7 separate regions of the Mus musculus genome follow, and all the other regions are linked to region 1. The links are chromatin contacts, called in public Hi-C and promoter capture Hi-C maps. All regions are on one chromosome and are shown on one strand. The core of a region is the stretch at or near the end of the contact, and the rest is flanking DNA. Distances in the headings are between cores, read along the strand shown. Region 1 holds the start of Epm2aip1 (EPM2A (laforin) interacting protein 1). Region 2 holds the start of Rad54l2 (RAD54 like 2 (S. cerevisiae)). Region 3 holds the start of Rbm15b (RNA binding motif protein 15B). Region 4 holds the start of Mapkapk3 (mitogen-activated protein kinase-activated protein kinase 3). Region 5 holds the start of Gpd1l (glycerol-3-phosphate dehydrogenase 1-like). Region 6 holds the start of Dync1li1 (dynein cytoplasmic 1 light intermediate chain 1). Region 7 holds the start of Cnot10 (CCR4-NOT transcription complex, subunit 10).

Evidence for each region. Promoter capture Hi-C pulls out the DNA fragments that hold promoters and counts their contacts. A called contact is a pair of places that touch in the nucleus more often than the background predicts.
Region 2: a promoter capture Hi-C map of pre-B cells shows a contact between it and region 1, with 3 times the contacts expected there. The contact joins the promoter of Rad54l2 here to the promoter of Epm2aip1 in region 1. A contact is called at or near these places in 2 of 39 promoter capture datasets (liver and pre-B cells).
Region 3: a Hi-C map of CD8 T cells shows a contact between it and region 1, with 10 times the contacts expected there. The contact joins the promoter of Rbm15b here to the promoter of Epm2aip1 in region 1. A contact is called at or near these places in 2 of 39 promoter capture datasets (liver and pre-B cells) and 3 of 484 Hi-C or Micro-C datasets (CD4 T cells, CD8 T cells and double positive thymocytes).
Region 4: a Hi-C map of CD8 T cells shows a contact between it and region 1, with 6 times the contacts expected there. The contact joins the promoter of Mapkapk3 here to the promoter of Epm2aip1 in region 1. A contact is called at or near these places in 2 of 484 Hi-C or Micro-C datasets (CD4 T cells and CD8 T cells).
Region 5: a contact with region 1 is called in a promoter capture Hi-C map of liver, with 5 times the contacts expected there. The contact joins the promoter of Gpd1l here to the promoter of Epm2aip1 in region 1. A contact is called at or near these places in 2 of 39 promoter capture datasets (cranial neural crest and liver).
Region 6: a promoter capture Hi-C map of cranial neural crest shows a contact between it and region 1. The contact joins the promoter of Dync1li1 here to the promoter of Epm2aip1 in region 1.
Region 7: a contact with region 1 is called in a promoter capture Hi-C map of pre-B cells. The contact joins the promoter of Cnot10 here to the promoter of Epm2aip1 in region 1. A contact is called at or near these places in 3 of 39 promoter capture datasets (cranial neural crest, maxillary cranial neural crest and pre-B cells).

Annotation. Positions count from the first base shown.
Region 1 is chr9:111,270,028-111,273,494 of GRCm38.p6, forward strand. It overlaps Epm2aip1 (EPM2A (laforin) interacting protein 1), which reads left to right and starts at 1,818. Exons shown (of 1, transcript NM_175266.4): 1 at 1,818-3,467. The coding sequence starts at 1,934. Mlh1 (mutL homolog 1) reads right to left here and starts at 1,581. Exons shown (of 19, transcript NM_026810.2): 1 at 1,382-1,581. The coding sequence starts at 1,497.
Region 2 is chr9:106,787,287-106,790,753 of GRCm38.p6, forward strand. It overlaps Rad54l2 (RAD54 like 2 (S. cerevisiae)), which reads right to left and starts at 1,927. Exons shown (of 22, transcript NM_030730.2): 1 at 1,694-1,927.
Region 3 is chr9:106,885,253-106,888,719 of GRCm38.p6, forward strand. It overlaps Rbm15b (RNA binding motif protein 15B), which reads right to left and starts at 1,823. Exons shown (of 1, transcript NM_175402.5): 1 at 1-1,823. The coding sequence starts at 1,715.
Region 4 is chr9:107,287,947-107,291,413 of GRCm38.p6, forward strand. Mapkapk3 (mitogen-activated protein kinase-activated protein kinase 3) reads right to left here and starts at 1,931. Exons shown (of 11, transcript NM_178907.3): 1 at 1,579-1,931; 2 at 1,174-1,450. The coding sequence starts at 1,398.
Region 5 is chr9:114,932,473-114,935,939 of GRCm38.p6, forward strand. It overlaps Gpd1l (glycerol-3-phosphate dehydrogenase 1-like), which reads right to left and starts at 1,515. Exons shown (of 8, transcript NM_175380.5): 1 at 1,199-1,515. The coding sequence starts at 1,245.
Region 6 is chr9:114,687,335-114,690,801 of GRCm38.p6, forward strand. It overlaps Dync1li1 (dynein cytoplasmic 1 light intermediate chain 1), which reads left to right and starts at 1,497. Exons shown (of 13, transcript NM_146229.2): 1 at 1,497-1,693; 2 at 1,875-1,948. The coding sequence starts at 1,548.
Region 7 is chr9:114,638,542-114,642,008 of GRCm38.p6, forward strand. It overlaps Cnot10 (CCR4-NOT transcription complex, subunit 10), which reads right to left and starts at 1,659. Exons shown (of 20, transcript NM_153585.5): 1 at 1,378-1,659. The coding sequence starts at 1,399.

The DNA of each region.
Region 1 (3,467 bases), core at 568-3,067:
AGAATGAAACTCTTGTATTTTCAGAGCAGCCTATGCTCATAGAATATCTACCACAGGAAACAAATTTGACCTGGGGCTACATGAAAAATGGAAGCTTTCAACTCCTCTCAGGAAAATGCCTTTTTTAAAAACAAGAAGCCAGTAAGTTACTTAAGTAATAAACTTTTCTTAGCACCTCTGTATCAAAAACCTCGACTTAAATATTTAAGTAGGATCTGTGCATAATCTCTGCTTGCATGCGTTGCTATGCTACTTTTAAGCTTAGTTTTTTATTGTAGGTGATTCAGGCATAGTACAATTAAGTGAACAAGTTCTCCAGGTCATCCTAACACAGTAAAAGCAAAACCTATCCTAGGGCAGCCTATTGACACCAAATCAAATGTCCGAGGGCTCCCTGCTCCTTCCTCTGGTTATCTCTTCAGTTTCCTTTCCTCCCTGTGGCAGTGGTTCTCAACCTTCTTAAAACTGGGACCCATTGTTACATTGTGGTGACTCTTAACTATAAAATTATTTTGTTGCTACTTCATAACTGCAATTTTGCTATTGCTCTGAATTGTAATGTAAATATCAGAATTTCACGATGGTCTTAGGTGACTCCTGCATAAAGGTCTTTGGACCCCAAAGAGGGCCTGAGGTCATTTATCTCAGTGTCATCGTTCTGAATGCTTTGTCTTTTCAGTGCACTTCTGAACATTTGTCTTCTTTGGCTTTCACAACCATCAACTGATATTAACACAAAGTCCTTATGTACACAGTGTCCTTTTTGAACTTATTTGGTGGTGTGTCTACTTTGGGGTATACTATTCACTGTGCCTATTAAAGGTTAAACAGTACACGTTTAACTTCTCCCCTCCACAACCTGACGGGTCTAAGTCTCAGATGCAGGTCTAAGTCTCAGACTAGGGTCACTCACTAATTTGACAAGAGGAGAGTCAGAAAAAAAGCCCCATGTCCTGATACGTCTGAATAAAACTCAGAAGAAACTGTGCCTTGGATGTGTAGGGATTATTCCGGGAATGAATGATAAACCTAAAATGGCACACTCTGAAGACTGTTTCTCTTCCACCCTTACACATTCACACATCGTCAGCCGCGCATCTTCGTTGTATGTAACGTGGCGGCGAGCCGCATACTCCAGGAAGATACCATTAAACCAATACCACGCGTGCTTCCCCTACTTGCGACCCAAACAGGTCTCGCGCAAGTCGTGAGGACCTTCGGCCGTGTGCATAATGGGAAACCAGCCTGGCACGCGCAGGGTCCCTGTGCCCGATGCCCCCACGGTCCCCGTGCTCGGTGCCCCGCACGGTGGCCGACTGCAGCAGGTGGGTCGGCCCGCCCCGGCTCTCAGTCGGGGAACTCGGCTCCGCTCCCTCCGTACCAGTTTTCTATCATCTCTTTGATAGCATTGGCCGGCCGCTGAATGACTTCCCCCGCCGCTATGCGGTTCACTACCGTCTCGTCCAGACGCCGAATAACTCCTGCTACAAACGCCATATTGGCGCCCGAGTTCCCAGTCAGCCAATCACTCGAGCTCCTCACGCTCAAGTTCTTCCTTCAGCTTCGGCCGACTGCAGTCCTGCGCCGTCTTCCCAGCGGCAAGTGCTGATTGGGCAGCATGAATGCCAGTCAAGCGCTTTTACACGTCAGTTCCTGGGATCTCTGTCCCGCTCTAAACAGCGGCCCGACACCAGGCTAGAAGGCAACGCGCTTGCGCGTCAAAGTTCACGGTCCGCTCTTCCTATTGGCTCATTTCTGAGAGCTGAGGGAATACGAAATCTCCAGCCAATAGGAACGGAGGTGCCCTGGCGGAGGCTGGTGCACCCCTGCTCGGGTGATCTGGCGCAGAACCCAGGGGGTGCTTGGCGTTCGTCGGGCTCCTCCCCGTTTGCTGCGGCCTCAGAGCTCGGCGTTCTCCTGTGGCCTCCGCAGAATGTGGATGACGCCCAAGAGGATTAGGATGGAAGTCGACGAGGCTCTGGTGTTCCGGCCCGAGTGGACCCAGCGATACCTGGTGGTGGAGCCTGCGGAGGGTGACGGGGCCCTGTGCCTGGTGTGTCGCCGCCTGGTCGCCTCTACTCGGGAACGCGACGTGAGGCGCCACTACGAGGCCGAGCACGAATTCTACGAGCGGTTTGTAGGGGACGAGGAACGCGCGGCCCTGGTCGAGCGTCTGCGGCAGGGTGACATGTCTTTGGCCGCCGTGCTCACTCCGGAGGAGAGAGCGACCCGGGCAGGCCTCGGCCTCTGCCGCTTCTTGGCCTTGAAGGGTCGCGGCTGGGGTGAGGGTGACTTCGTACACCAGTGCATGGAGGTGTTGCTGAGAGAGGTGCTGCCGGATCACGTCGGCGTCCTGGAAGGCATTGACTTGTCTCCAGAGATCACACGGCAGAGGATTCTGAGCATTGACAGCAACCTCCGCAGCCAGCTGTTTAACCGAGCCAGGGACTTTAAGGCCTATTCCCTTGCTTTGGATGACCAGGCTTTTGTGGCCTATGAGAACTACCTGCTGGTCTTCATCCGTGGCGTCGGCCGCGACCTGGAGGTGCAAGAAGATCTTCTGACGATTATCAACCTGACTCATCACTTCAGTGTTGGGGCTCTCATGTCGGCAATTCTGGAAGCCCTGCAGACAGCAGGGCTCAGCTTACAGCGAATGGTTGGACTGACCACGACCCACACTTTAAGGATGATCGGCGAGAACTCCGGACTGGTCTCCTACATGAGAGAGAAGGCCGTGAGTCCCAACTGTTGGAACGTAATCCACTATTCGGGATTTCTTCACTTGGAACTGTTGAGTTCTTATGATGTTGATATTAATCAGATCATAAATACCATATCTGAATGGGTAGTTATGATTAAGACCAGAGGTGTTAGGCGACCGGAGTTTCAGCCTCTACTAACTGAGTCTGAGTCAGAGCATGGTGAAAGAGTTAACGGACGGTGTTTGAACAACTGGCTGAGAAGAGGCAAAACGTTAAAACTAATATTTTCACTAAGAAAAGAAATCGAGGCGTTCTTGGTCTCAGTGGGGGCAACAACAGTTCATTTCTCAGACAAGCAGTGGCTTTGTGATTTTGGTTTCTTGGTAGATATTATGGACTATCTTCGAGAGATCAGTGAAGAACTGCAGATCAGTAAAGTCTTTGCTGCTGCTGCCTTTGAACGCATCTGCACCTTTGAGGGTAAGCTGAGTTCACTTCAGAGACATATGGAGGAAGTAAATCTAACAGACTTTCCTGCCTTCAGTATAATCGTTGATGAACTTAAACAGCAGTTTAAGGAAGATCAAAAAATATTTGATCCTGACAGGTATCAAATGGTGATCTCCCGCCTACAGAAAGATTTTGAGAGACATTTTAAGGACCTCAGGTTCATTAAAAAGGACTTAGAACTTTTCTCAAATCCATTTAGCTTTAAACCGGAATATGCGCCTATTTCTGTAAGAGTGGAGCTAACAAAACTTC
Region 2 (3,467 bases), core at 677-3,176, 4.5 Mb before region 1:
GTACAGGCACACAAAGAACTACTTATTTCACTTCTCACTTGACAATACTAGCTTGCAACTAGGTAATAAATACATCCTATACACTCAAGATAAATTCAGATGGTGCACTGATCCTGATATGGCTTTGTTCATATAGCTTTCCCTTTAATATATATAAAGAACCAACTTCTGCCTGCAAAGTGCATGCAGAGCTCTGGTGTGTGGCTATAAGAATCAGAGCTGGAGTTTACACACTGCCTCTAGAACAGAATCACTCAACACAATTAATATTTGTAGTGAAGATAAAATCCTGTGAGAGCAAGGATGCTGAGATGATAACGACAAAGATTTAGCAGATTCAATGTAATCACTTCATGGCAGTAAGAGATAATGAAACTTCATGAATTTAGGGGTCTAAAGAGCTTTGAGCAGCAGAAATTATAAAGATTTTTTTTCACATCCTCCTCTATAGTTACATATATTAAAATATACCAAAAAAAAAAAAGTTAGTGAAGCCTTTTACATTAGTTTGGGCTTAGAAGAATTGTACTGAAAGCTCCAAGAATTACAACATACTATGGGGTCTAGGTTTGTGGATCATTACAAACAATAGCCACAGTGCTAAAAACAAAATATGAGTCACAATTCAAAAAAGAGGGCAAAGGGGGAAAAAATGAACAGAGAAAAGCTTTAAAGTCAAATACCATTAAGAAATTTGTTACTTAAATGACTGCCGGCGACAGCCACCACACTGACTTTGGAGTAAGAAGGAAAGGTCCACACTGTCCTCTCCTCTAGAACAAATTCATTAAGCCCCCCCAAATACCCATTCCAGCTTCAAAGTCCAGGCATCAACAGTCAGCCACATCCGCCAGCAAGAGCAGTAATCTAACAGATCTGAGTCACACACTCCCCCGCAGTAAGAGGTCATTCTCTAGCAGGAAGCCCACTCTGCAAAGTGCTCTTGTTCTACTCCCAGACAGCCACCATGACCCACATAAAGCCAATTCTTCGACCCCAGAAGCTGCCGGCCATCTTCTCCCTCCCTCCCCAGCTCGCATCGGCCTTTTCCTAACCCAATGCAGCTAACACTACTCCTGTGACAAGTTTCCTACCTGAGAACCACTCTTAACTCGGATACATCTTAGCCGTGAAGGATCCATCTAGCTCCTAGCTCAACTCTTTTGTGCCCAACTAAGCTCGTGCCTTTCCAGGAACTACTCACCAATTACCTCAGAGAAGCTAAACTCTCCATGCCTCTTCTCCCCAAACCCGACTCAGCCTAACAAATTCTCAGACGGCCCGAGGGAGTTCAGAGACCCACACCTATGTCCACTAGGGACCAAGCCACAGGGGTCCCTAAAATTCGAACCACAATCCCTCTCCCTCAAACCACGGCACGGTTTGCCGGTGTTATAATATAACATCAGGAGCGCATAGCCACTGTAGTTCAGTCTCGGTAATTACGACTGCCTTCCTTGACAACGAAATCCCAAAATATCAAGCCACTGAAGTCCCGGGTGGATGCCAAGACCCCCTCCAAGCCTACAGTCACTGGAGTTTCCCAGGTCGGACGCAGCTCCCCCCAAGGCCCAAGCCGCCAGGAGTAGCTTGCTACCCCAGGCTGCTGCACGCCGGGGACTCTGGCCGCGTCCCCATTGTTGCGGGTCCCAGCGGCCCCGGCAGGGAGTAAGGGGACCGCAGGGGCTCTCACCTCCCGTGCCACGGATCCGGGCCGCACCGGACCGGGCTGGGCCGTAGGACCTCGCGTTCTGCCGCACCCTCTTGGACAGTGTCTGCGGCGGCGGGAGCCGGAGAAGCGGCTGAGGCGGGAAGCAGCCAGCCAGGCCCGGGCGCCGCAGGCTGGCTCTGGCCGAGGGTCGGTCTTCTCCGGCGGCGGCGCTCTCAGCCTCCGCTCGCGGTCCGCGCCAGAAAGCTTCCCCCTCCCGGCCCTCTCACCCGGCCACCCGGGCGGGAACACAAGCCACCCGCAGCAAAGTTCCGCTGTGAGTCCTGTTGTTCTTTCCCAGGGAAAGACACTAAACGGCGATTCTTGGGTGAGTAAGGTGTATTTACTACAGAGGACCTTTTCATGAATAAGTGAGACTAAAAAAATAAAATAAGAAATAAAACAAAATCGAAAACAAAAACAATCCCATGCTAGAACCTGCCTGGAACTGGTAGAGCCAACTGAATGGATTTTACTAACTACCAAAAACACACACTTATCAGTACAAATGAGCCTGAGCTCCTACACTTCTCAATTTGGTATTACGTCAAAACATACCGGGAACGAGATAGTGCGGATATGAGGTGTAAATTCGTTGAGGGTGCTGTCAAAAGTCAATGCTACTACAGCTGTAGCTTCCAACAAAAGTTGTTCTTCCTTGAATTGATGCATGCCATTGTAATTCTCGGTCTTCCTCCCTTCCTCCCTACCTGTCCGTGGTTCCTGTTGACTGCAGCTGTCTCCAGAAAACTAGCAGAGGCGACGGCCGAGTTGGGAGGGGGGAGTACTGCGGAGGGGGGATCGCACTCAAACGTAGGTTTCTCCCTGAAGTTGGAGATTGTTATGCTCCACTTTCTTATGAGCTGTATTGTTGTCTCTTTCCACTACATTACCTTGGCTCTCCACCCGCAACCCCCACCACCGCCAAAGTGAATATGAGCGAAAGATGAAAATATTGGGTATGTGGGTCTGGTTTTTTTTTTTTTTAAGTTTTTTTTGTTTGTTAGGTTCATTATTGGTTTTTGTTGTTGTTGTTTTGGTTTTTCGAGACAGGGTTTCTCAGAAATCCACCTGCCTCTACCTCTCAAGTTCTTGAATTAAAGGCATGTGGCACCAGTCCAGTTATTAGAACCATCTCTCAAATTACAAAAGTTTAAATATGTACAGATAATAGCCCTATAAATGACCAGAGGGACAAAAATGAGACCAGAGACTCTAAAGGAGCCTTACTTATTATCTCTCTTCACATAAGTGAGCTTATATGAAGAACTTATTTCTCTTTCATAACTGAGCTTGGAGTAACAGGAGCCAACAATGGCTCCCCGCCCTCCCCCACCGCCGTCCCGTTCCCCCCTCCCTCCCCGTGATAGAAGTTTCTTCTATTCTTTCCTCTCAGGAAGCCACTGTTCTGAAACATATAGATGGCTATTGATGGCTCTTCATTCAAATAAACTTAAAAGAGCTGGGCAGTGGTGGCGCACGCCTTTAATCCCAGCACTTGGGAGGCAGAGGCAGGTGGATTTCTGAGTTTGAGGCCAGCCTGGTCTACAGAGTGAGTTCCAGGACAGCCAGGGCTACATAGAGAAACCCTGTCTCAAAAAACCAACTCCCCCCCCCCAAAAGAGCTGGTCTTCCTTGCTAATAGTCAAGTGGATCTATTTTTGAAAGTTTTCTTTGTTTTCCTCGTGAAATTAAAAACGGATTAGGCTTTTTGGAAATTCAAATTGAACCTAGAAGGCAACAGTAGGAGAAGCCCTAA
Region 3 (3,467 bases), core at 573-3,072, 4.4 Mb before region 1:
CCACTCCGGCTGCGAACTGAGCGGCTATAGCCCTCCAGGCTGTTTCTGCGGTCTGAACTTTTACTGAGGCTGGTCCAGTCCCCTTCCAAAAAGGTCCGGTCTCGGTCTGAATACAGAAGGTGTGGAGGGGTCCTATCCCGCACCCTAAGGTCAGCATCCAAGTTCCGATGCCGGGTATATCCGTCAGTGAGCAGCTCATAGTGCACAGGGAGAGGTGAGGGCTGGTACTGCTGGGGATAGCGAGTCTCCTCGGCTTTGGCAAAATCCACCCGGAGCCTGCGATCTGGACCACCCAAGGGGAAGCCCCTCATTTTAGCACAGGCAGCCTGGGCTGCGTCCAGGCTCTCGTACTGGATGTAGGCAAAGCTGTCTCCTTTGACGTGATCGATGGTCCGAATGCTCCCGAAGCGATCGAATTCCCTGGCCAGGGCCGCCAGCGAGGTGTTAGGTCCGAGACCACCCACCCAGAGGCGGGTGGTGGGGTTAGCCTTGCCGTAGCCTATCTTTATGGGGTTTCTGCCAATCACCCGGCCAGACATAGCCACCTTCGCCCTGTGTGCCATGTCCAGATTCTGAAACTTGAGGAAGGCATAGGCACCACCCTGGCCGCGGGCAGGCCTCTTGATGACCACCTCCTCGATGATGCCGTACTTCTCGAAGGCCCGTCGAAGCTCCACCTCAGAAACACTGTGGTCCAGGTTGCCGATGAAGAGGTTTCGAGTGGCTCTCTGATCATCCTCCGGCATCAGGTCCTCCTCGCACACGGCCTGGTAGCCGTACGGGCGGCCGCGGTCGTCGTACAGCCCGTAATAGTCCAGGGCTCGCTCTCGAGACAGTCCCACGGCCGCCGCGGCAGCAGCATCCAGGGCGAAGGCTGCGGCGGCGTGCCGCGCGCGGGGCTCCCGCAGGGGCGGGGCGGCTACCGGAGACAGCGAGCGCTGCTTGTACTGGTAGCCACCGTGCAGGGGCAGATAGCCCAGGGGGTCGGCGGGCGCGGGAGGCCCGGGGGGCGGCGTGGAGGCGGCGGCGCTGCTGCTGCTACTGCGCCGGCTGCTCCCGCCGCCGCGCAGGTACACCGGCTCCACCTTGAGCGGGCGATCGTAGAGCAGCAGCTGCCGGGCCAAGGCGTGCTGGCGAGCCTCCCGCGCGTCCTGTGGGTGCCGGAAGTTCACGTAGGCCACGCGGCCCAGCTCCGGGGTGTGTGACAGGCGCAGGCTGATCTCCCCGAACCGCTTGAACTGGTGGAAGAGCCGGTCCTCCAAGTGCTCGGCCGGCAGCGCGGGGCTCAGGCTGCTGATGAGGAGCGTCTTGTACTCCGGAGCCGCGGTGGAGCCCGGACCCGCGGGTTCCGCCCCGGGGGGCGGCGGGGGCGGCGGGAGTGGAGATGCGCGGGGCGACGCGCCGCCAGCACCCGGGTCCCCGGAGGCCTTGCCGGTGCGTCCCCCGCCTCCGGGCGCGCCCGAGGAGCGCCCGCCGCTCGCCCGGTGATTCGCATCCCCGGCAGCGCGCCCGTCGCGATGCCCGCCGCCTCCGCCGCTGCCGCGGGGCTTGTCGCGAGCCCGCGCCGGGACCGGGTGCTTGGTACCGCCGGAGGCCTTGTGCGCTGCCCGCCGCCCGCCCGCCTCTGCCTCTCGTTCGCGCTCCCGCGGCCGCTTGGCGGACGATGACGAGCCACGCCCGCTCGGGCTGGAGTCTCGCTCGCTCTGCCGCTTCATCGCGCCGGTTCGGCGGGCGGGCGGGCGGCCCGCGGGTCCCTCAGAGCGGCGGCGGCGGCGGCCCAGGAGGCAGCGCCCCCGGCGCCGCCATCTTGGACAAAAGGACTCGGCGCGGCGGCGGCGGCGGGGCGGGGCGGGAGCGGCGCCGAGGGGCCCGGCGCTGCGTTATCAAGCTGCGCCGGCCGCGACACGTGACCGCGGTGGGCGGGCCGAGAGTTTCGCTCGCTGCCTATCACGGAGCTCCGTGGCCCCGCACCACGTGACATCTTGGCAACCAGAGGAAGCGGCCTGTCTTGCGAGCTTTGGCGCCGCCGCGTGGCTGCCGGAGCCCAGGCACCCGGCTCCTGGGTCGCGCGCAGATTCCCTCTCGAGCTCGGCAGGCCGCGGCTGCGCTTTCGCTTTGTGCTCCAGGGCTTGCTTGCTACTCCGGGTCCGCCTATCTTTTTCCGCCTCGGGGCCACGCCCACCGGAGCAGGTGTGGCCGCTTGGCCCGAAGCCAAGTGTTGCGCGTCCCACTCCAACCTGCCACTAGATTGAAGAAACTCTATTTCCTTCCATGGAGTTTTCTGATTAGGACCAGAGTTGGCCCCCTTGAAAATAGACACACAAGGATGCCTACACCCTGCCTAGGACCCACATCCAGGCATCTTATGCATTCGAATTCTTCAGGCACTGTCCTGATAGACACAGGTGAGACCTCCCCGGGGTCCAGGTACAGAAACTAGAATGCGTTTGCAACCTACAGACAGGCATCTTGGTGCCACTGGGTCCAAATTTCTGCTGTAGGTGTCTGGGCGGACAGGAGGCTGGGAAGGTGGGGCTGCTGAGCCAAGGGTAAAGAGCAGGTAATGCCATTATCACTTCTTGCCAAGTTGACAGACTGCTGGCCAGTGTTCTGACCACATCCAGGAGATGAGGTGAAGTACCGGCAAGAGTACTCAAAGGCCCCTAGGGCTTATGCTCTCCACAGACGGTTGCTGGATCATTGATGCATCTGTAGGATGTCGAAGAACGCACCCAGCTCTTCCCTCCTCCCATAAGCAGAAAGCAACCAGCAGGAGGAGAAAGTGCAGGAGGAACTTGGAAGAAACAGCAGAGGGCTTCATGTAAGGCCCTGCGAATGCAAAGTGAATTTGGGGACCACACAAGAAGATAGCTAAGACGAGCCTTTTGGAAAACATAACTTCTTAGCAGTTGCTCCTTTCTCATTATCTCTGGAGGCAGCAGGAGCAAAGTTTCCCCACTGAGGCACAGTTCACAAGTGCCAGCAAAGGGAGCAACTGAAAACCACAGTGCACACAACTCCCTCAGGCCTTCCACTACAACCAGCTCACACTGCTTCTTTGTAAACCGATTCCTGCCAACTTTGCCAAAAATATAGGTAAGCAAGGGTCCTTGTTCTGATGCTAGACTGGAACCCCGATGAATGAATAGTTTAAGTACCAGGCGGGGTAAAGATACGCTATGGTCTGACCACCTGTACTCAGCTCACAGTTCTCCTTCTGCATAGGCTGAGCCAAATGTAAATGTCCTTTAGACTTAACAGCAGCTCAAGAACCTTCAGCCCCTGCTACTGGACTGGATGGGGGTGGGGGTCAGGGGTCAAGTCTAACCTCACCAGGCTGAAGTATCAGACACCCAGAAGCCCAAACCCACAAGACATTGGCTGCCCAAGCTCTTAAGTCCTGTTATGGGAGTTTCAGGCCCTCAGCACTGGCAGGCTGAGGGATCTTTTCAGACTGGAAAGATAAA
Region 4 (3,467 bases), core at 681-3,180, 4.0 Mb before region 1:
TTGACTCACCTTCATGATCCCCTATAGGGTCCTGTTCAGGAGGCCACCTCCCCTGTTTCAGCCTGACACACCAGGGAAAGACAAAGCACAGGGCCCAGGTCCTCAGTCAAATTCCTGTGAGTCCCATGCCTGAAGCAAGTGCTGAGGCCACTCTAGGCCTATTCCAGGTCCGTATCAAGTACTCGGCACGCATTATCTCACTTTGAGTTCACATCAACTCCCGTTCTCTCCCTGAACAAAATTGGGGATCGCCCAAGATCACAAGGCTGGCCCGCCCACAAGGTAGAGATTACGGCCACAGCTATAGGACTCTGTAGCCTGGCTCCTGTAAAAAAGGACTTCACTAACTTCCAGGAGTCACTCAATTCTCCACCACGCAGGCGCCAGTGGCACTACCTCCAAAGAGTCTGGTTCCAGTGACAAAAATGCAAGGAATTCTGGAGTTCTGCGATGGGGGTGGGGTGAGGACACAGGTAGGAGTAGGGGTTCTTGGGCTGGCGCCACGTGCCCGAACCAGATTCTAGTAGTGAGATCAACTACTCCAAGCCACTCCCCCACCCCACCCACATCACTGTGCCATACCTCTAGGGAACCTTGAATATGATGTGATAAGTGGTTCTCCATCGTCTGTCCAGGGTGGGTCAGCTTATGAGCAAAGCTTGCCCCTTTCCACAAGAGGCCACCAACTCAACTCAAGGGGCCCAGTAGTCAAAAAACACCCTAAGAGGCTCATGGTCCCACCTCAGCGGGCAGGGGCCATGAGGAGGACAACCCTGCACTGAGCCTAAGGAAAACTTAGCCGCATCCCCATAGAAGGAGCTACCTGCAGGGGATAACTAAGAATTTAAGAGCATCCTTTGGGCCTAAACACAAAGCCCAAGCCAGAACCAGAGCGCACAGCCACACCCTCCTGCCTTCCGGGTACAACAGCTCTACTCACATTGACTCCTCCCCTCGCTCTTTGGGACACACCCTCAGTTTAGGTAGGTCAGCCTGTTTCCGTGTATGTGAGGCTAAGAGGACCACGAGTCTGACGCTAGAGGAAGAGTTTGAAAATAAAACAAGATGCCATGTGTAGATGTTTAATAGAGACCCCGGACACAGATACATCCACAGGTTTCTGCTGTTGGACCCTCCATGTCACCCTAGCCCTCAGAGAGATGGGTCACTAACCTTCAGGGCACACTTCTGGCCAGAGCGCCGATGGTAGCACTCCAGTACCTTGCCGTTCACACCCAGACCCAGCACTTGCTTGGACAACTGGTAGTCATCAGTCACCGCGTACTTCTTGGGTTCCCGTCGCACACCTGGGGCCGGAGCACCACCCAAGGCGGACCCGCCGAGCGCACCTGGCGGGGGCACAAGACTCCCCTTCTCCCCTGCTGTCTCGCCATCCATGGCCCCCACGGGGCGCTCGGAGGTAGCCCCAGCCTGGCGCGTCCAGAGGCACCTGAAGGAAAGGGAAAGAGTCACTCCCCACCGGGACTTTTTGGACACACCCCAGCTTTGGTTTCTCCAGAACTAGATTGACTGGGCTCCTGGCCCAAGACAAGCTGGAAACTGCCTGAGAGTACTTACGTACAGCAGGGGGAGGTGATCCCTCAGCCCAGGCACGTGTCAAATTAGGAAGGAGTCCGGCGCTGTATAGCAACAAGGTCTTGAGAACCAGCCATACAGAGACCCAAGAAAGGCGGACCAGGCGAAGGCGCACTTGGTGGCAAAGCACTACACGAAAATCATGGTGCAGGCGAGAGTGGGCAAGAGATAGTGATCCCTGGAGTCCGCTGAGGACCGGAGCCCTGGACCCAGAGTCTCGCCGCCCGCGTCCCACGTGACCCCCCACCCCCGCTTCTCGTCGCGTCATTCAGACTTGGGGCCCCGCTAGGTCAACCTTAAAGGGCCAGGCTAGTCCGGGTTGGGCAGGCCAGGGCAGAGCCCCTGGCAGACTCCGCCTCTGAGTCGAGACAAAATGGGGCGTGGCCTCGTCAAGTTCACTGTAACTTTCGCAGCGCCCTGGGACACCGCTAGGAGCTCCTTCAACTGTTGTACCAGCCTCCTCGGATTTTATCTGTGATCTAGAAAAGTTACAGCGCAAGACATTTTGTTTCTCTTGCGGGCTCTTGAGTGAAGTGTTCTTTTTGCTAGCTGCCAGGGGGCGTTTTAGACTCCCAAAATTTCCAGGTAGCTAAGTGTTTCAGAATTCAACTTTTTGAATGTTTAGTCAGCGTGCCCTGGGAATTGGCATGTTGTTGTCTAACCCGCCACTCATTTCCTGGTTTAGGGCATCTGTCTAACAACTGGCTAGCTTTCCTTTCTATGCACTTCCTGACTAACCTTTTGACTTTGCAATTCACTTGTCATTCCAAATAAATGTATTGGGCCACATTCATACTTCCCTGGACCACTTACAGCCCGTAGCCGTAAGTTGAACACACTTGGGACGCTCTTGAATCAGAAATCTCGATTTCCCATTTGGTCAGCTGCATCAACTTTTCACCTCGTGATTTGAGCTTTAGGTTCTAAGAATCTCAACTAATAAAAGTTCAAGTTCTGGCCATGGTGATGAACACCTGTAATTGCAGCGCGAGGAAGGCTTAGGCGGGAGGATTGTGAGGCTAACCTAGGTTACATCGTGAGGCTATGTTTTTAAAAAATAAAATTAGCTGGGCATAGTGGCCTATGCCTTTAATCCCAGCGCTCTGAAAGCAGAAAAAGACGGACCTCAGTGAGTTCGAACCAGCCTGGTCTGCAAAGAGAGTTCCAGGACAGCCAGAGAAACTCTGTCTCGAAAAACCAATCAATCTTTTGTTTTGTTTTTGTTGTTTTTTGGTTTTTTGAGACAGGGTTTCTCTGTGTAGCCCTGGCTGTCCTGGAACTCACTCTGTAGGCCAGGCTGGCCTTGAATTTAGAAATCCGCCTGCCTCTGCCTCCCAAGTGCTGGGATTAAAGGCGTGCGCCACCACGCCCGGCTCAATCAATCAGCCTTAACATTAAAATCCATTTCTTCCATCCAATTCCTCTATTCGCTTTAAATTTTTCCCTTCTGCACTTAGACCTTCACCTTTTAGCCTATCATAGATATTTTGAGCCAACTTTCCCACAAGTCTACAGAGCAGGCGGCGCCACAGGCAAGCCCTCTGAGCAGGTCTCTGCTGCCATCTACAGACTATATTCAGAACTGCAGCCACCCGGACCTCTGTCCCACCCAAAGGAGGCTGTGTCCGGCCTTCCACCACAACACACACAAAGATGCCTGGGCTGCACTCTGCAACTGTCAGTGGCCAACAGAAAATTGGTGCCCTTCTATTTGTACAACTGCATCCAGGTTCCTGATAACCACTCGGGAAGAGCACTGCAATTATTCATGGGTAGCTTGTCTCCTTAGAAATTGGTAACTGTCTTCTCCAGGCAACCTTCAAGCTAGCAACAATCAGTGAAGCAGAGATCACTAGATAAGAGCCTCAGAT
Region 5 (3,467 bases), core at 265-2,764, 3.7 Mb after region 1:
AGGTTCGATCTCCATAACCAAAGGGGGGGGGGGGGAGTGGGCTGGGCAATGTGGCCCTTGCATCGTCTTTAATAGCAGCAATCAAATCTGAGAGTAGATCGCTTGGTCTACCCAGCAACTATCAGGCCAGAGCTAAAGTAAAACCTGCCTCAAAGAAAAAAAATTTTTTTATTTAGTATATGCCAGGCACCAGGTAAAGGACTGAGGCCAACGCAAGGGTAGAGGCCAGCAATAGGAGGCCGGGGAGAGGCCACCGGTCCAGCCAGCTAAGGTTTCCTCCAAAAGTCCTTTCAGAGCCAAGTTTTCAAAGACCAGTCAGGTGGCTCCGACGACTCCAGAACAGTACCGCTTCTAGCAGCCTGAACTGTGGTGTGCGTCAGACCACAGGAAAACAGAAGGGGACAGAAGCCACGAGAATGGCCTTCAACTGTTCCACCCCTGGGCCGCGGGAAAAGTCTGGAACGCACCATACTCTGCCTCCTTCTCACGGAGACCCCCAACTTCTCCTGCGTTAAGGGCCACCAAGGTATGCAAACTACTGGAGGAGCTTCAAAGCCCTCTAAGCACCAAGCACTTTACAAGTTAAGTCAGAAAATACAGCCCAGTGGTGACGCGAAGCTCTGCAAACACCTTTCCCTGGGACCCTCACGTCCCGGTTGGGGGCTTGTTTTCTCTTCTCGGATACCACGTTAACATGATTGGGAACCACTCGCCAGAGGAAATGAGAACTGTCTCTTGAAGCCAGCACTGTCCCAGGTAGCAAGGACCCTTCTCACGCTCTGTGCCTCCGTTTCCCCAATCCCAAAACTGCAGTAAGGACAACTGAGCCTCTGCAAATTCCTCCACGGGGGTGATCGGCAGGGGAGAATAGAGAACGCCCTTGGGTTGTTTTGCCAAGTACCCGGGCGTGGCGAGCAGGTGGCCCTAACCGCAGGGTTACCAGTGCGCAAACAGGTGCCCGCGGGCGCGGTGCGCGCTACCACCCGGGCCACCTTGGCCCCGCACCTCGCGCTCTGGTTCCTCGGCGTGGCCTCTGTCCGTGCAGTGTCCAACCGGGACAGGCGGTCGCAGGCCCGCCTCTCTGCCTACCCGCGATGCCCTGGTGTCCACGCTGAAGCAGCGGGAGAGCAACCCTGGCCGGCCCGGAACCGGGGCTTCCTGGAGGCGGAGACCGCGCCGCCCACCCGCCTCTGCTCACCAGTTCCCCGAGCCCACGATGCACACTTTCAGAGGCGCCGCTGCCATGGCCAAGCCGGATCGCTGCTGCACAGCCTTCCTCTCAGGGCCAAGCCGGATCGCTGCTGCAAGTCGGATCGCTGCTGCAAGTCGGATCGCTGCAACACACACTGTGCCTCCCAGGCCGGCTGCTCACCTCCACAGGAACGGCCTAGTATAGGCGCTCCGGGCGACCCCGCCCCGCCCTCCTGTCCGCCAATGGCCACCGCCACCCTGCCTAGGCGCCTAGGGCCACAGCTGACAGCCCGGAGGACCCGCCCCACCACTCCCAGGAACCACTGCGCACGCCTGGTCCGGGTGGGTGGCCGGGTCAGCCTCCGGTGTCGCCCCACCCCTGCCCTAGGAATGTTGGGATGTGTAGTCCACCTCCCTGCGGGCTCCCTTTCAGTTCCAGGCGGGCCACGTGCAGGCCAATGTTATTGCGCAGACTGGAGCTCTGAGCTCCTGCTGCTGAGTGTCACTATCCTGGACAGAGCAAGCCCGACCCAACTTATACAAGTGTCACCTAATCGCAATTTGCGCAGGGACAACTATCACTTAAGGGTGGAGCCTAGACAGCCTAAGTAGTTGACTATGAATTCACCCAGATTTGGAGCCTGCGCCTGCTTTAACAACGGCTGTCAAATTCGTATAAACGGGACAAGTCCAGGCACCCCTGAATTTCCTAGCGAGCCTGGAGCTTTAAGTCTTCTGCCATTGATCTGGGAGTATCTACTCTACAAGGGTGGCGTCGTAGTTCAGTTGGTAGAGAACTAGATTGAACACAGGAAGTTCAAACACTAGCGCCTGGTGGCTCTGGCCTGTAATCACAGCACGTGGGAGACGGAGGGAGAATCTGGAGTCCCAGGTTATCCTTGGCCAAATAAAAATGGGAGGCCACCTTGTCGCAAACAAGTACCCTTGCATTTCAGGATGGAAAACTTGTCTACACAGGATCAAAGCAGAAACTTGAACTGTCCCCCTCATACGGTTACCCAAAGGGCATGCCCCTTTTCTCTCCCTGCCAGAGCTTCACAAAAAAGCCATCCAAACTGCTGTACTGCAATTGGGCACGCCGCGGCCGCGAAAAACAGAGATGGTGGAATGTGTTGTAATCTCAGCTTCAGGGAGGTAGAGACAGGACGATCGGCAGTTCAATGTCATCCTTAACTAGACAGTGAGTTTGAGGCTAACCTGGGTCACGTGAGCCCCTATCACAAAGCAAAAGCAAGAATGGAGAGTGCTAGCTCACTTAGCAAGGAAAGGTGTAACCCTAATGGAAGTCAGATCTCCAGGGCCCACGGAGGAAGGAGAGAATCGCACAGCCTCACAATAGTAAACAAACTTATTTTAATTAATTCATTTGTTGAGACAGAGTCTCACAGTGTAGCCCTGGATGGTCTAAAACATGCTAAAGACCAGGGTGGCCTCAAACTCACAAGAGGTCTGTCTGCCTCTCCCTCCCAAATGCTGGGATTAAAGGCAACTATCTGGATTAAATTAAATTCATTAAATTAATGTCTGGTTTAAAATAAATTTAATTTAAAAATAGAATAGGTTTATTTCTTGCACTCTAGAGGCAGAGGCAAATTAGTCTCTTTGAGTCAAGGCCAGCCTGGTCTACATAGCAAGTTCCAGGTCAGCCAAGGCCAAACAGTGGGATCATTTTAAAACACCAAGTCAAACTGTGTGTGGTGATAAATGCCTTTAATACCCAAATGGGCAGGTCTGTATGAATTGGAGGCCATCCTGATCTGTATAGTCTGGTTACACAGCGAGGCTCTGCTGCATAATGAGTTCCAGGCCTGCCTGGGGCGGGGGAGGGGAGCACAGGAGACCCCATCCCCCAGCTCCAGTGGTTGAGAAAGGAGCCCTTGGCAAGGTGGCCCTGCCTTGAGAAGGGAAGCTTTCTGGGGAGCCAGAGAGTGGACCCACAAATAACTGAAATAGAAAATTGGGCACAGAGGAGGGCTCTCCATTGGGTTCGGGGAGCCTCCTGAAAAACAGTGGAGGCCAGCACCACGTGGGCATCACTGGTGACACAAGTGACCATTTTCTGAGAGATGGAAAGGCTTGTCATGAAGAAAAGAAAGCACCATTTGGGCTAGCCTCAGTCCTGTACGGTGCTCACTTTGGTCCATTTCCTTCTGAGTTCAGGAGTGGGTGGGAGTTTAGCTGCCAGAAGGTATTGATATAAATAGACAGCGAAGTGAGTTTGGCTGTTGGGGCTCAAACTACAGAGTGGGAAAAGC
Region 6 (3,467 bases), core at 247-2,746, 3.4 Mb after region 1:
AATGGGATATGATGTTCTCTTCTGGTGTGTCTGAAGACAGTGACAGTGTACTCATATAAACAAACAAACAAACAAACAAATAGAAGAGCACTTGCTCCTTTCCAGAGGACTTAGATTCAATTCCCAGCACCCACATGCTAGCTCTCAACCCAATCCACGTTCCAGGGAATTGATGCTCCCTTCGGGCCTCTACTGGCACCAGGGCATAGACATTCATGTGGTGCACAGACATACATCCAGGCAAAATACCTGTATACATAAAGTAATAAATATATCTTTGACAGAAGATTTAAAAATAAAAACAGTAATTACCACGCGCTGAACACTTATGATTTTCTGGGCACAGTTATAAATCTTTTATGTGAATCATCCCATTTAATCTTCCCTTTATCCCACATTACTAGGGTCTGAACTCGAGATTAGCGAGTGGACAAACCCTAGTAAATGCAGTGCCTGTAGCAAATGCAGCGCGGGGTTGTGGATTTTCTCGCTTGCATAGTAGCATCATCACTCGGGTCACGTGAACGAGCTCTCTTCAAAGTAAGGGGAAAAAATGTTCAAAAGTCAGACTATCTTCAGCAATTGTTCTTATGGGGCGCACGACAGCCTTAAAGCCATCGACTCTTTCTGGAAACAGGCCTTAGATTTTCCATTATATTTAGCTAATCAAGTTCTAGTAGAGAATTATCTGGGGTCTGGCTTAGGTTCTCCGTGCTTGTGTATTAACCATGGTAACGGAGAGCCGACTCCTGTAGGGAGTCTTTTCAGATCTCACAGGAATCTGAAACATCAGACATCAGACCAGAGGTGGGCATAGTGATGTGCACCGGTTCACCTGCCTCAGCACTTAGGACCCACAGGCAAGCAGATCGGTAAAGACTCTAGCCTGGGCTACGTGAGATTCCCATCAGAAAACAAACCAAAACACAAATCCATCAAGACCATTAATTTTCCAAGTGTTGCCAACATTTATGTCTCGCAGTCGCAAAGAGTCTGGAAGAACCGGCTCCAGATGTGGGTCCACCTTGAGGTACTCATCGTCCTTTTAGAATTTAAGGAGGAAAGAGCAGAAATCCAGGACCGGGGTAGTTAAGGCTGTTGAACCCCACTTGGCCCAACTGAAGGGTGGGCAGCGCTGGATATCCACGCCGGTCCCAGGTTACCGCCCCACTGAAAGGTGGGAAGCTGCTTCGCTTACTGACATGCCCGGCACGCCCGGCGGGCAACCGGGATGACGGGTGGTGCACTTTGGGCGGCGTTTCAGCTTGGAGACACAGGGAAAACCAGCATTACCACAGTCCAAGCAGAGAATCAGGCCGCGCATGCGCGACCCGGTCTGCTGCCGCGCATGTGCAGCAGCGCCCTGCTCCTTGGACAACCCCTCCCCAGACCCCGCCCTCAGGCTTGGTCCCCGCCCCCGCAGGCGCGGTCGGCTCCCGAGCCCGGAGCGTCCATATCCGGGTTCCGTCCGCCGCTGCTGCCGCCGCCGCCGCAGTCGCCGCTTCGTTCTTCCAGCCCTGTCAGGAGTGGTGTGATTCCCGACCAAGATGGCGGCCGTGGGGCGAGTCGGCTCGTTCGGTTCATCTCCACCCGGGCTAGCCTCGACCTACGCCAGCGGACCCCTAGCCAACGAGCTAGCGTCGGGCAGCGGCGGCCCCGCGGCGGGCGACGATGAGGACGGGCAGAACCTTTGGTAAGGACCGCACCCCTCTCCGGTCCCCCGCGGGTTATCTCCTCGCCAGGGCGGACGCCTCTGGGATCCCCGAGCCCCGCGGGAGCTGGGAGACGGGCGGGGCCTCCCGGGAGCTGGGCCCGGCGGTTCTCGTCCTCGGTCGGGCCCGGCCTTACTTAGCCTGCGCCTTGCTCCCTGTTAGGTCCTGCATCCTCAGCGAGGTCTCCACGCGCTCGCGCTCCAAGCTCCCGACCGGGAAGAACGTGCTGCTGCTGGGTAAGTGATATCCGATGTGGCCCGGGTGCACGGTCACATCCGTTCGCCCACTGCCTTTGTGCGGACACTCGGGCCCGGCTGCGCCCCGCCTCCCGGCTTGCTGCTGACAGCTGGGGGGACAAGGGGTCCCTGGTCCTTCCGGCCTGGACCCTCCGGTCTTTTCTCCTCCCTGGGATGTGGGGTGGCTCTGTCATCTCCTCTGGGAGAGACAGAATGAACATAACACCCGAGGCACTCCCAGTGGTCTGGGATTCTACCTAGAAAGACGGGGACAGTTTTTGACAGAGATTGGTAGCATGAGGGCTCTTGGTGAGAGCCCCAGCGCAAATGCATGCCATCAATATTTAATAGCAGACTCTTTTGTGTAATTGACAGGAGCCAGAGACTGGGTCGTGAGGAGTGTTATTTGAATCAGCGTTCTCCCGTTCTCCCAGTGCTGGGTGCTCGGGTTGCAGTTGCCTTTTTAACTGTCACCTAATAACTCTGAAATTTGTAAAGGGCAGTAGAACAGCGTTCTCATTTAGTGCCCTCAGCGGAATGGCTGGAATAAGGGAGACATGTCTCCCCTTTCTCTTAGGTTTTTTTTTTTTTTTTTTTTTAAATCTACTGGCTGCAAAGTGAGGATAAAGGACCCAGGGACAATAAACAATCCCACTTAACAGTTTTGCAGGTCTTTCCAGCTCTGGGAGGAATTCCAACCCCCACCTTTTCTTTTTACATGCAGGATATTGGAGTGTATAATAGGGTGACAGTAATATTTTACAACTTGGAAGTGGGTGTTTCGAGACTTCAGACTCTTTGATTTTAGCCAAAAGGCTGAGAAACTGTGCTTGAAGAGTTTTAGTTACCTGAGATTCTCCACGGGTGACAATGAATGAGTCGGTAGGAAGAAATGACTCATTCTCTATGACCCCACCACCACCAGTTACATGCACACACACACACACACACACACAAAACACAACACAACACATGCCTGTGCTTTGGGAAGCTGTGGTCAAGCTCGTTGAAAGCTTAGCATTGTGTCTTTTCCTGTGATTGAAAGCACCACGTGCAGATAGCCAGGACTGAGTACAAACATGTACAAACCACGCGGATCTGACGCAAGTCTGCTACTGTCCACAAACCTCGGTCCATTCATCTCTCAAAGGAGAGTTATGGAGAAACAGTCCCTACCTCCTGGAACTGTGGGAGAGCCAAATGGCTCACTGTAAAGCCAGGCCGCAGAGAATCCTGTGAGGGACCGGAGTGAATGAGAAAGCATTCCTGGGATGTCTTTAGCAAGTGAATTACCCCCTCCCCCCCCAGTTGAGTTGTGGCTCTGCCTGCTGCTCCCATTGCCCTGTGCCCAGTAAGCCTGTCTTCTTCCTTAAAAACAGAAAGGATTACTGCCCAAATACGCGGTATTGATGGGGCAGAAATAAAACAGGGCCCCAAAGCAACAAAACAAAAACCAGTTCCGGGACTGTTTGTAATTACTACTGTAGACAGGTTATTAATGTAGGTAGATTGTGTACTG
Region 7 (3,467 bases), core at 409-2,908, 3.4 Mb after region 1:
TTAAAAGCACACACTGCTCTTCAGAGGGCCTGAGTTTGATTCCCAGCACCCACAACTACCTGTAACTCCAGCTCTGCGTGACCCAACTCCTCGGACAGCATCTTCAGGCATTTGTCCTCACGTGCATACACCCAAAGTTAAAAATAACTTTAAAAAAGGAATCACCTCACAATAGATTTTCTCTGATCACCTAGCTAAAATTCTATGGCAGTGGGTATAATGGCACACAACTTTAATTTAGCACTCAGGAGGCTTTATGTCTAGTGAGTTTGAGAATAGCCTGGTCTATATAGCGAGCTCCAGGACAGCCAAGGCTACATACATAGTGAGACCCTGCCTCAATCAATCAATCAATCAATCAACCAATCAATTCCGCCCCACTCTCTAAACATTACTTTCTTCAAAGAAATATAGCAGACTTTCCAGGTAATAAATGGGCTCTCATAATTCCCTAATGGGAAAAATTCCTGATGGAGTACCACAGAAAACCACAGAAATTAAGAACTTTATCTTGGGACTGGAGAGATAACTCAGCGGTTAAGAGCACTGACTACACTTCCGTAGGTCCTGAGTTCAAAATCCCAGCAACCACATGGTGGCTCACAACCATCCTTAATGAGATCTGATGCCCTCTTCTGGGGTGTCTGAAAAACAGCTACAGTGTACATACATATAATGAATAAATAAATAAATAACTTAAAAAAAAAAAGAACTTAATCTTGGGGCTGGAAAGGTGATGGCTCAGCGGTTAACAGCACTCGCTGCTCTTGCCGAGGACCAAGACTGGGTTCCCAGCACCCACAAGTGGTGGCCCACAACTGTGTAACTCCAGCTCCAGTAGACGCAATGTCCTCTTCTAGTCTCGGCAGGCACCTGCACTCACACACATAATTAAGACTTTTAAAAAGGAATCTCGAGGAGCTCGGGAAAAATCAGATGAGGAACAAGGTAAGTGAGAGCAGGCAGGAGACACAGTGAAACGTCACGCCTCTTTAGACAGTTTTCAGAATGACTCCACTGGACACGCTGACCAGAGGGAACTTTTTCAGTGGCTGAGCCTGGGGGGGCCTTACGGCAACCGTGCGTGCTCGGATAGACTTTCCCTTAAAGCGTCTGGACAGCGGCGTGACAAATTCAAGCTTCCTGCGCCAGAATTAACTTGGAGAGCAAGGCAAATGCAGTGCAATCAAGATGGGGTGCAGTAGAATCAAGATGTGTCACAGCAGAAAATCCACTGGACTCACAGTAGAGACAGCTGAGAAGAGTGAAGGGCACAAGTACCCAAGCGAAGTCAAGTGGCCCTCGGGTCCCCCACGCGGGCCCTGCCGTCCCCGCGCGCAGTGTGTCAGCCCCTGGGTCGCGGCGCGGGCGCCTCACCTGCAGGCTTGTCTGCAGCCATCTTCCCGCCTCGGCTCGAGTTCCTCCCTGTAGGTGGCGTGGCCCCGACTCCCGCCGCCGGGCTGGTGGTGAGTCCTACCGGCGGGGGACAACTCTTCAGCTCAAGCCCGCTCCAGTCGCCTCGGCTAAGGTCCTGGGCGGGCCACGGGCTGAGGAAGTGACGAAGTTACTGCTCGTCGTCTAGCAACAGCGCCAACACATCCGCCGGTGCAGGGCTGTTTTCCCCGCCATCCACAGCTTCCGTCCCGTAGCGGCCAAGGGAGACGCTACTTCCGGGGCGGGGCCAGCTGGGCGTGGGAATTAGGGCTGGCCTCGGCCCCGGAAGCGCGTCCTTCTGCAAACCCGGAAGTACACTAGTGTAGGTCCTGAGTGAAACACAGAAGGGGAAGGACTTTTTGTTCCGCATTTCAGCAAAATGGCAGGCACCACACCTGAGGTTTATGTGCTAAGCTCTGAGTCTCATAGGGGCTGTTTTTCCATAACAATGAGGATGAGAGAAGTGTTGTTAGAGGAGGCCACCTCCCCCAGAAAAAAGGCTTTTTTTTTTTTCAAAGTTTCAGAGCTGTTTTGTTATTTGTAGCCAAGTTGAAAAAGCCATTCAGACTGCATTATGCATGCGGTTTCTCTGATTGCGAGTCATGCAACCATTAACTTACTATGGTAGGTCGGTCTAAGACAAAAGCTTGATGCATCACGATTACTAAGCACAATGATTTAGATTCAAGTTCAAATCCTCTGCAAAAACAATACCCACTCTTCAACTACCCAGCTCCCAACTATCTCATCTCTAGCCCATATCGTGACAAATTTTTGTTTGTTTGTTTGTTTAATTTTTTGAGACAGAATCTCACTATGTATCCCTATCTGGCAGTCTTTGTGGCAAAGGCTTTAACCCTGAACTGGTTCTGGTTTTGCTCAATGACCATAGCCTTGGGTTCCAGAAGCACCTACTCCATTCTTCCTTTCCCTTCTAGAGAACAAACAGCATTTATAATAACAGAGGTTCATTTCACGGAGAGAAACAGACATTAAAAGCATTTGTGTTAGACTTTTTGCTTCTGTGATAAATACCCTAGAGGAGAATTTAAATGAGGAAGGATGGATTTTTTGCCTCGTGTATCAGAGTTTTCAGTCCCAGGTCACTTGGTTCCATTGTTTTTGGACCATTAGTGAAGCAGTGCATTGTGCCAGGGCACAAGTGACAGAGTAAAGTTGTTGCCTTCCTGGTGCTAGAAGCAGAGGAAGCTGGGAGAAGAAATAGTCTCCAAGGGCACATGCAACTGAGATACTTAGCCCCACTGGGCCGCACCTCCTTAATTTCCATTACTTCCTAATGATGCACCAAATTACGAATCTGCAAGTGGATGAATCCAAGGATAGCTCCAAACTGTTGGAATCCTATTATCACTCTCAAGGACTGGGGGCCGGGCCTCCTATATGCAGGCTTTTGAGGGAGAGGAACTTCATATATAAATGACAACAGCACTGAATTGTAAAGTGACCCAAATGGTGCTTTGATGGGAGCATAGTTAAGTATGTAAATAAATAAATCACATGGAGCTATTTATTTGGTTTACATTTTTCTATTTTCTGTGTAGCTTACCTTAGAGATCTGCCTGTTTCTGCCTCCCGAGTGTTGGATTAAAGGCTGCACCATCACACCAGGTACTCCTCATAAGACTTTGAAATTTTTATTTTTATTTTAAAAAATAAGCCAATTACCAGCAGAATAGATCAGAGGGTAAATGCCTGCCACTAAGCCTGATGACCTGAATTTGATTTGCAGAAGTTAAATGGTAGTAGGAAAGAAATGGCTTCCACAGGATTCAATAGATTTCAAAATCAGATTTCTATTCTAAGGCCAATCAGGGATATAAGCAAGATCAGACTCTGCCTGAAGAAAAAAGTCATGAAATATTTTATTAAAATATTTACAGTGGTTCCTGGTTTTAAAGCTAGTCCTTTGCTGGTGTAAATCTTGAGCAAAAAATTTAGAGGTCAGATGTACACATGCATAATATTCCAGCCTCAGCTGGTAGAGGCAGGAGAATTTTGAATTTGAGAGCAAA